2 separate regions of the Anas platyrhynchos genome follow, and region 2 is linked to region 1. The links are chromatin contacts, called in public Hi-C maps. All regions are on one chromosome and are shown on one strand. The core of a region is the stretch at or near the end of the contact, and the rest is flanking DNA. Distances in the headings are between cores, read along the strand shown. Region 1 holds the start of LOC101792295 (ras-related GTP-binding protein A). Region 2 holds the start of LOC101794354 (DNA-directed RNA polymerases I and III subunit RPAC2).

Region 1 (3,922 bases), core at 784-3,283:
CGGCCGGAGAGCTGATGCTGGGCCGAGGCAAATATTTATTGTCTGACTTTTTTCTTTCCTTTTTTTTTTCCCTCTTCTTTTTTAGTACATGCTGAGAGCCCAGAAACGCTCGGAGGGCTTTCTGCAGGGGCTATGAGTGTCAGTGGGAGGAAATGTAAAGGCCAGGGAAGCTTTCTCTTTTTAGGAGTTTGATCACCCTGTTGGGCTCCGAATCGATGTGTGTGTAGAGAGAGTGACAGCTGCTGAGCACAGGGATGGCACTGCAGCAGCGTGTCTGTCCTCAGAGCCCATTCCTCACACCGTGCCTCTCCTTCGGCCAAGCAGCTGAAACAGGAATGGGGCCACGCTGGTAGCGACGCTCCTGAATTCATTAGTTTCTGATTTCCTCCACACTTGTTAAGACACAAATGCCCTGAATGCTCTTCTGCGAGTAATCCCGATTCACGCAGCTAATCCTATTTGTGTTTTTTTTTTCCTTTGATGGGAGGAACTGAAGGGGCTTTTCAGATTGAAAGCTTGCGAGCACGAAGCTGCCTTCGTGTGCTGGGAGTGCGATGCTGTGAGCGTGGCCACAGGGCAGCTTCAGACGGTGCCTCCTGCCCTAACACAGCGCGGCAGAGACCCCGGGCAGACATTTCCTCAGTGTTGGTGCCTGACTCGCCCGGGGTCACCATGGCACAACGGTAGCAATTACACAAGTAAGAACTGGTGCTGTGCGGCCCGTGAAGCATTTTGGGGTTGTCTGGCTGTCTTTGTTCCTCAGGAAGGAAGGTGGAGCTTCAACCCCAACAAGCATCAGGGAACCAAGCTATGGGGCTGGCTGCCACCACCGGATCAGTGCAAGGGCTGGGAGCCTCAGGGGCGACCTCAGCGCTCTTTATAAGTAATTAAAGGAGGTTATAGTGAGGTGGGGGTTGGTCTGTTCTCTCATGTGCCTGGTGACAGGATGAGGGGGAATGGGCTGAAGTGGCACCAGGGGAGTTTTAGGTTGGGTATTAGGAAGAACTTCTTTACTGAGAGGTTGTGAGGCATTGGGATGGGCTGCCCAGGGAAGTGGTGGAGTCACCATCCCTGGAGGGCTTTAAAAGACGTTTAGATGTTGAACTCGGGTACAGTTTATTGTGGGGCCGGTCAGTGTCAGGGCAGGGGCTGTGGCGCTCATTGGGGTTTGGCAGCGCCATGGCGCCCCGCCGCCACACGGGGGCGCCCAGCGCCTCCCGCCGCTGCCACTGCGCATGCGCGCTGCCCGACCCTGTGGGCGCACTCCTTGGCGCACCGCCGGGCAAGGCGCCGGGGCGGTGACGCGCCCGCACTGCGCCGCGCATGCGCCCTGCGTCCTGCCCGGAGCAGGGCACGGCGCGTGCTCAGCGCCCCGCGGCGGAGGGGGCTGTGCGCATGCGTGCTGCCTCATGCCACAGAGCGGGCGACGCACGGTGGCGGCGCATGCGCATTGCGTGCGTGTGTGTAGTGGGGAGCAGTGCGCATGCGCACAGCGCCTCAGGCCCCCCTAAAAGCCTGCGCGGGGCCGGGGGCTGGGCCGGGCCCCTCAGGGCGCTGCCGGGGCCGGGTGGTGGAGGCGGGGGCGGCTGCGGGGCCCCAGGGCCTTTATGGGCCGCGCTGGGCGGGCTCTGCCTCAGCTTCTGCCTCAGCGCCCCGCTCGGGGCTCGCTTCCCGCCTCCCCCAGTGCCTGCTCCGGCTGCGGGCCCCCCCCTCAGCCCCCTCAGGGCCCAAAAGCGGAGGACGAACAAAAATTTCTCCTCCTTCCCATACCGGGAGTCGAACCCGGGCCGCCTGGGTGAAAACCAGGAATCCTAACCGCTAGACCATATGGGAGGCGCTGTGTGCGCTTCACCCCGCCCGCCCCAAGCCCCGCGCAGCGCTCCCGGCCCCGCGGCGCCCCCTGCAGGCCGCTTCCCCCCCCTCAGTGAGGGCTGCCCGCAGCCAAGATGGCGCCGCGCGCTTCACTCCGCGCCCCTCCCTCCCCGCCCCCCTCTGGCGGCGTCACGTGGTGGGGCGGGGCGCGCGCTCACGTGACCGGCGGCGGCCGCCGAGCGCTGGGTCCCGTGAGCGCGGCGGGGGGGGGGCGGGGGGGGCGTAAGGACGGAGTAAAGCGGGAGTAAACCCGGAGTAAAGGCTGAGGAAGGGCTGAGGAAGGCCCGCGGAGCGCCGCCGTGCTGTGCCCGCGGCTGGGGGATGCCGAGCGCCGCCATGAAGAAGAAGGTGAGGGGGGGAGGGGGTGGGGGGGGGCTGGGCCCTGTCAGGCCGGGCCCTGGGGGCGCTGTGAGGGGACAGCGGGGGGGGGTGATGGGGGGGGGGGGTGCGGGGCTCGGTGCTGACCCCGGCTCTTTGTTTTTGTCCCCCCCCCCCTCCAGGTGCTGCTGATGGGTAAGAGCGGCTCGGGGAAGACCAGCATGAGGTCCATCATCTTCGCCAACTACATCGCCAGGGACACCCGCCGGCTGGGCGCCACCAGTAAGGCTTCTCCTGGGGCAGCCGGGGGGCCCCCGGGGTGCAGGCGCTGTGGGTCACAGGGGGGGGCTGCTCCCTGCCGCTCCCGGCCTGTGCCAGCAGCAGCTGGGGGCTTCCTCCTCATGGCAACCTTCGCTGCGTGGTTTGGATGAGGTTGGAGCAAAAGGGGAAGGAGCCCTGAGCGCTGCGTCCAGTCCTGCCTGGACTTTTAGCCTTCCTTTTTTTTTTGGGGGGGGCGATCAGGGAGCAGCCTCTGGTGCTGCTGCACCTGCTGTCAGAGGTGTGCCCGGAGCCGCCTCCTCGTTCTTCCTGGTGCTGAGGCCTCCCTGTCCTTAGCGTGCTGCTCGTGAGCCCAGAGGGAGGCACGGTGATGTTGCTGTGTGCCGTGGTTGTGGCAGGGGGAGGCACCAGTCTTAACGAGCCTCTATTTTTTGCCAAAGCCACCAGTGTAAAAAAAAAAAAAAAAAGCACTGAGTGGAAAGCCCCCTGCAACAGCCTCCAATTGCTCCGGGAGGACTTGATGTCTGACTGGCGCATGCCCCCGTGTTGCTGTAGGTGTGGGCTCTTGAAGTTTACGCTGTTTGTGTGTTTTTAAGGCTGGTTTAAGCCCTCGCAGAACGTGCTGGGGCTAGTGCCGTACTTCAAATATCGCAGAGGTCAGTGGGTGTCGGGATGGGGGAGCCACCTGCCACAGCACAGCGGCGGCCTGGCTGGCGGGCAGGAGGGCTTGGGTTGCTCAGGAGCTGGATTTACACCCGGTGCTGTTCAGACGGAGCTCTAATAACCCTGAGCTGAACGGCAAAGAGCTGCCCGAGGAGGTGGCTGTGGTCTGGGTGCGCAGGGCAGTCGGTAACCTGCTCCTTGTCTCTTTGCAGTCGATGTGGAGCACTCCCACGTCAGGTTCCTCGGAAACCTGGTGTTAAACCTCTGGGACTGTGGAGGGTAGGTGCTTGGATTGCTGCTTTTGGCGCTGCTGGGGGCTGGTGCTGTCAACGGGGTGGGGGTGGAACGAGAGCAGAGCAGAGCGAGGGCCTTCTGCCCCGAAGGCAGCCGCGTGCTGCTCGTGTATGGAGCAGGCTCGCTGCTCGCCGCTGTGGAACTGGTGAGGCAGCTCTGGGAAGAGCGGATCCCACATCTTAGGGCTGTGGGTGGAAGGAGGCTGGCCTCCTGCCTGCAGTCTCTGAGCTGCCTCCACGGGAAAGGCCGAGGAAAGTCCCCCCCCTTTCCTCGCTGGCTCATTTCTTCTGCTGGCAAGGAGCCCGAGCCCTTCACCTGGATGTTCTCTTGCGAATGGCAGCCAAAAGTGAGCCTGCTTGCTCTGACGAGGGTCTCGTGCTTCTGTTGCTCTGCTCCTCCTCAGCCAGGACACGTTCATGGAGAACTACTTCACCAGCCAGCGGGACAACATCTTCCGCAACGTGGAAGTCCTCATCTACGTCTTCGATGTGGAGAG
Region 2 (3,922 bases), core at 661-3,160, 310 kb after region 1:
CAGGCAGAGCTGCTGCTTTCACTTCCCCTGCCTTACACCTGGCACCTCTCAGCCCCACGCATCTCCACCAGGGATTCGGGGGAGCCCCTCGTGCTGCTTTGCATGGCCGGCCTCTCACTTTCCCCGCCTCAGAGCAAGGCCTATTTTCGGAGCACAGGCAGCACGCTGCGTTTATCTGCTGTTCTTCACCAGATGACAGCTCCCCTTGCCCTCCCTGTGCCGCACGTTGCTTGTTTCCCCGCTCCATCCTCATCTGGGCACAGCTCAGGGACTTTAACAACTGCACTGACACCCAGCTGGAGCACACACTGTTAGGGAGGAGGATGAGGAGCACCCACATCAGCAGTCCCCTCTCACTGCTGAAGAATCAGAGGTGTTCCCCTGCCTGCTCCCTCTCCCCTCCAGGCTGGAACTCCAGCACGGTTAAAAGTGGCAGCAGAGAGAGGTAAAAAACAGCCAGGTTTGGGTTTCCTCCCCCAGCCCAGGACTTGCAGGCTCACAGCTGCCCTCTAGCAGAGAGTCTGTCTGTCAGCAACACAGCGAGCGAGCCCCACCGCTTCGCATCCCGGATCTAGGAGGATCTCTGCAGGCAGGCACAGCCAGTGCTTATTAAGGCCAATCAATGTCAGCGCCCACCTGGAGATCACTGCGGGCACAGAATATACAAACGGAGAAGAAAACTGTGACTGCTCGCCGTTTCTAACACAAAACTGAGAAGTTCAAGGACAGGTCCCACAGAAGGAAGCGGCTGTTCCCACAGCGCATCCTCCGGAGCTCATTCCCACACCACACTGAGGAGCAGAACAGTTCCCACGGGCTCAGAAAGCGACTGACAGGCTTAGGGAGGAAAAGAATCGCCATCAAACCAAATGTATCCGAGCAGCCACTCACTGGAGCCTAAGAGCTTACCTCAAGCACTCACGTCAAAGCCCCGTTTGAGGCAGGGACCCTCCCAGTGTTCACATTTCAGCGCTGCCCCCACCCCACTGCTCCAGGTGCTTTACAGCAGCTTCAAAACCCGCTTCCAAAGCGCCCCGTCCTTCCTCACATCGCTCCCCCGAGCTCAGCGGGCAGGCAGCACATCATATGACGAGCAGAGCACCCAGCCATTTGCCAGCCTCTCACACGCCTGACCACAGCATTTCCTCCCTGCCTGCCATATCACAGCTCACCCAGAGGGCTTTAGGGCCGCCTGTGCACAGAGAGCTGCCCCCAGAGGGGCTGCCCCCAGCCTGGAGCTCCCCAAAATCCTGCCCCAGGTGGGCCAAGCTGGCGCATCCATCACTTTAAGCCAGCCTTGACCTGCTGCATCAGCCACACGCTGCCTGTGTGACAGCAGGCACAGCAGTGGCAGGTCCCAAAACATTTTGCTGCCTCAGGGAGCCTCCCTCAACCCCCCCAGGGCCCCCCTCAGCCCCTCAGGCCGCACCACCACAGGCCTGCAACGCGGGGCCGGAGCCACCCACCTGCAGACGGGGCCCACGGGGGCTGGAGCTGCCTGGGGGCGTCCTGCAGGAGCCGCTGCCTCCACCTGAAGGAGCCGGGGCGAAAACAACAAAAAAAATCACCACAGAGCTGAGCGGGCAGGCAGCGATTAAACCCTTGGGTAACTGCGGTTATCACCACAGAGGCACGAGCAGCCCCTCACGGCCGCGCAGCCGCTCCAGGCCCCTCCAGCGCCGTGAGGCAGCGCCTACCAGGCAGAGAACATATGAATTTTCCTCAAAAAAATCAAAAATAACCCCCCTCGGGGTACAGGAGCCCCCCCCGCGCCCCCCTCCCCTCACGGCCCCTCACGGCCCCGCCGCTCACCGCCCGCCCGGCTCCTCCGCCCCGCCACGACGCGCTTCCGGTCTGCGGCGCGGTGCCCGCTGGGAGTTGTAGTCCCGCGGGTGGCGGCGCCCCCGTTAGGCCCTCCTGCCGCGCGGGGCACGCTGGGAGTTGTAGTCCCACCGTGTAGTCCTGGATGGCTCTCCCTAGCCCAGCGCGGGGCACGCTGGGAGTTGTAGTCCGGCGGCGCAACATGGCGGAGGAGGGCGAGAGGAAGGCGGCGCTGGAGATGGTGAGGGGCGGCGCGGCGGGGGCTCCCCGGCACCCCCCCCACACCCCAACTGGGCTTCACCTCCTTTTTTACCTCGTTTGCGGCAGGTGCAGGCGGATGGGACGGACGGGAGCTGCGTCACCTTCGTGCTGCACGACGAGGACCACACGCTGGGCAACTCCCTGCGGTACATGGTGATGAAGAAGTGAGTGGGGGGGTGGGGGGCGATGGGGGGGTTTGGGGGGCTCTGGGGGTGGCTCTGCCTTGTTTATGGCCCCCAGCTCGCTGGCCCTTGGGTAACGGCTGCCTCTCTCTGCTCCTCCGTGGTTAGCTGTGGGAGAAGTTTAACGTCTGATATGGCAAAGGTTAAAAGTTAAAACTCCTCTGGCCGTGGTGCGAGGCTGGTGCCTGGGCGCCTTTTTCCTTTGCAAAGCTGCAGCGAGGTGGAGAACACGAATAAAGTCACACAGGCTGCTCCCCGTCAGCGTACCCCTGCTGTGAGACCCTGGTTCTGTCAACCCCAGCAGGTCTGGCTGGCCCGAGCCTCTGGCTTCCCCGAGCTGTGCCGTGGGCAGGCCTGGCCCTCACTGCTCTCTTCTCTCTCCTCCTGCAGCCCCGACGTGCAGTTCTGTGGCTACTGCATCACCCACCCCTCGGAAAGCAAGATCAACTTCCGCATCCAGACCAGAGGTACGGACACTGGGTTCTCTTTATGTCTGGGGTTCTTCTGGGGGAAATTCCCCCTGCTTGGGTCAGGTTTCGGCCCTGGGTTGTTCTAACAAAGAGCAGCACTTTCCTCTCGTTTCTCTGCCAGCCATCTGCAACTGCTGTGCCCTGTTGCTCAGCTGGGGAGGCCGCCCTGAGCTTTATACTGCAGCTCGTGTTTCCCAGCTGCGGAGCTGAGCAGCATCCTGCCTGAGGAACCTGTGGCCCAGGTGTCTGGGTTGGCTGGCAGCAGGCCCTGAATGGCAGCAAAAGGATGAAACAGATCTGCTGCTCCCTGTCGGGGCTGATCATCTGTAAATCAGCGTGGGGTTTGGAAACAGAGCTGACATACCTGGCTGCTGCAGGATAGCTCCTTCCTCCCTCTCCCTGCCAGCTATGGGATGAGGCTCTCTTGAAAAACTTCCCCTGTCTGAGCTATCCCACTGGCTTGCCTGCCAAAGAGGACTTTATCCCCTGGTAGTAGGTAGCACTGACAGCTCTGAGCCTCTGGCACTCGCTCATTGCTCCCAGCACCCCAACCCAGCAGCTTTGCCTGCTGCCTGGAGGGGTGTTGTTGTTTCATTCCTTCCCCATGGGGCTGTTCCCTTGAGCATCGGATCCGTAGAAGCCAGTTCCTGGAAGCAAAGCAGTCAGTCTGCGCTTGCTGACTCTTTAATTTCTTAAAAATTAATTCCTGCTCAGTCTAGCCTTGCCAAAACAACCTCTTCCTCATGGGACTGACCGCAGGGTAAGTGTCTGCTGCTCCTGCACGGCGCAGACCACCTCTCTGAGGTCAGGTTTCAGGCTGCTGGGCTGGGCTGTGAGGCAGGAGGGTGCGGGCACGTTTCTGGGTGCTGTGTGAGAGCCTCTCCCCATCACAGGGACTCGGTGAGAGCTGCGCTGCCTTGCAGTGATGAGGGAGAGGTCCTCAGCCACCCCCCCTTTCACTACTGCATTTTCTTTCCTCCAGGGTCTCTCCCTGCTGTCGAGCCGTTCCGGAAGGGGCTGACTGACCTGATGGGAGTTTGCCAGCACGTGCTCAACACCTTTGAGGTGAGATTGTTGCCTGAAGAGCTGGGGAGCGTTTTCTGTCTCTTGGTCTCAGAGGGGAAAGGAGGGGGCTGAGAACTATGTTGTAGGCACTTTTGACACACAAAAAAATGTATTTTTTTCAGA

Evidence for each region. Hi-C and Micro-C count contacts between places; a contact is called where the count stands out from the background.
Region 2: a contact with region 1 is called in a Hi-C map of skeletal muscle, with 2.7 times the contacts expected there. The contact joins the promoter of LOC101794354 here to the promoter of LOC101792295 in region 1. A contact is called at or near these places in 2 of 8 Hi-C or Micro-C datasets (liver and skeletal muscle).

The regions. Positions count from the first base shown.
Region 1 is chr10:7,972,476-7,976,397 of IASCAAS_PekinDuck_T2T, forward strand. LOC101792295 (ras-related GTP-binding protein A) reads left to right here and starts at 2,034. Exons shown (of 9, transcript XM_038184580.2): 1 at 2,034-2,220; 2 at 2,373-2,472; 3 at 3,345-3,411; 4 at 3,830-3,922. The coding sequence starts at 2,194. It overlaps TRNAE-UUC (transfer RNA glutamic acid (anticodon UUC)), which reads right to left and starts at 1,833; the gene lies at 1,762-1,833.
Region 2 is chr10:8,279,144-8,283,065 of IASCAAS_PekinDuck_T2T, forward strand. LOC101794354 (DNA-directed RNA polymerases I and III subunit RPAC2) reads left to right here and starts at 1,911. Exons shown (of 5, transcript XM_038184089.2): 1 at 1,911-2,062; 2 at 2,149-2,246; 3 at 2,655-2,731; 4 at 3,717-3,799. The coding sequence starts at 1,967. VAMP7 (vesicle associated membrane protein 7) reads right to left here and starts at 1,919. Exons shown (of 8, transcript XM_027456368.3): 1 at 1,813-1,919.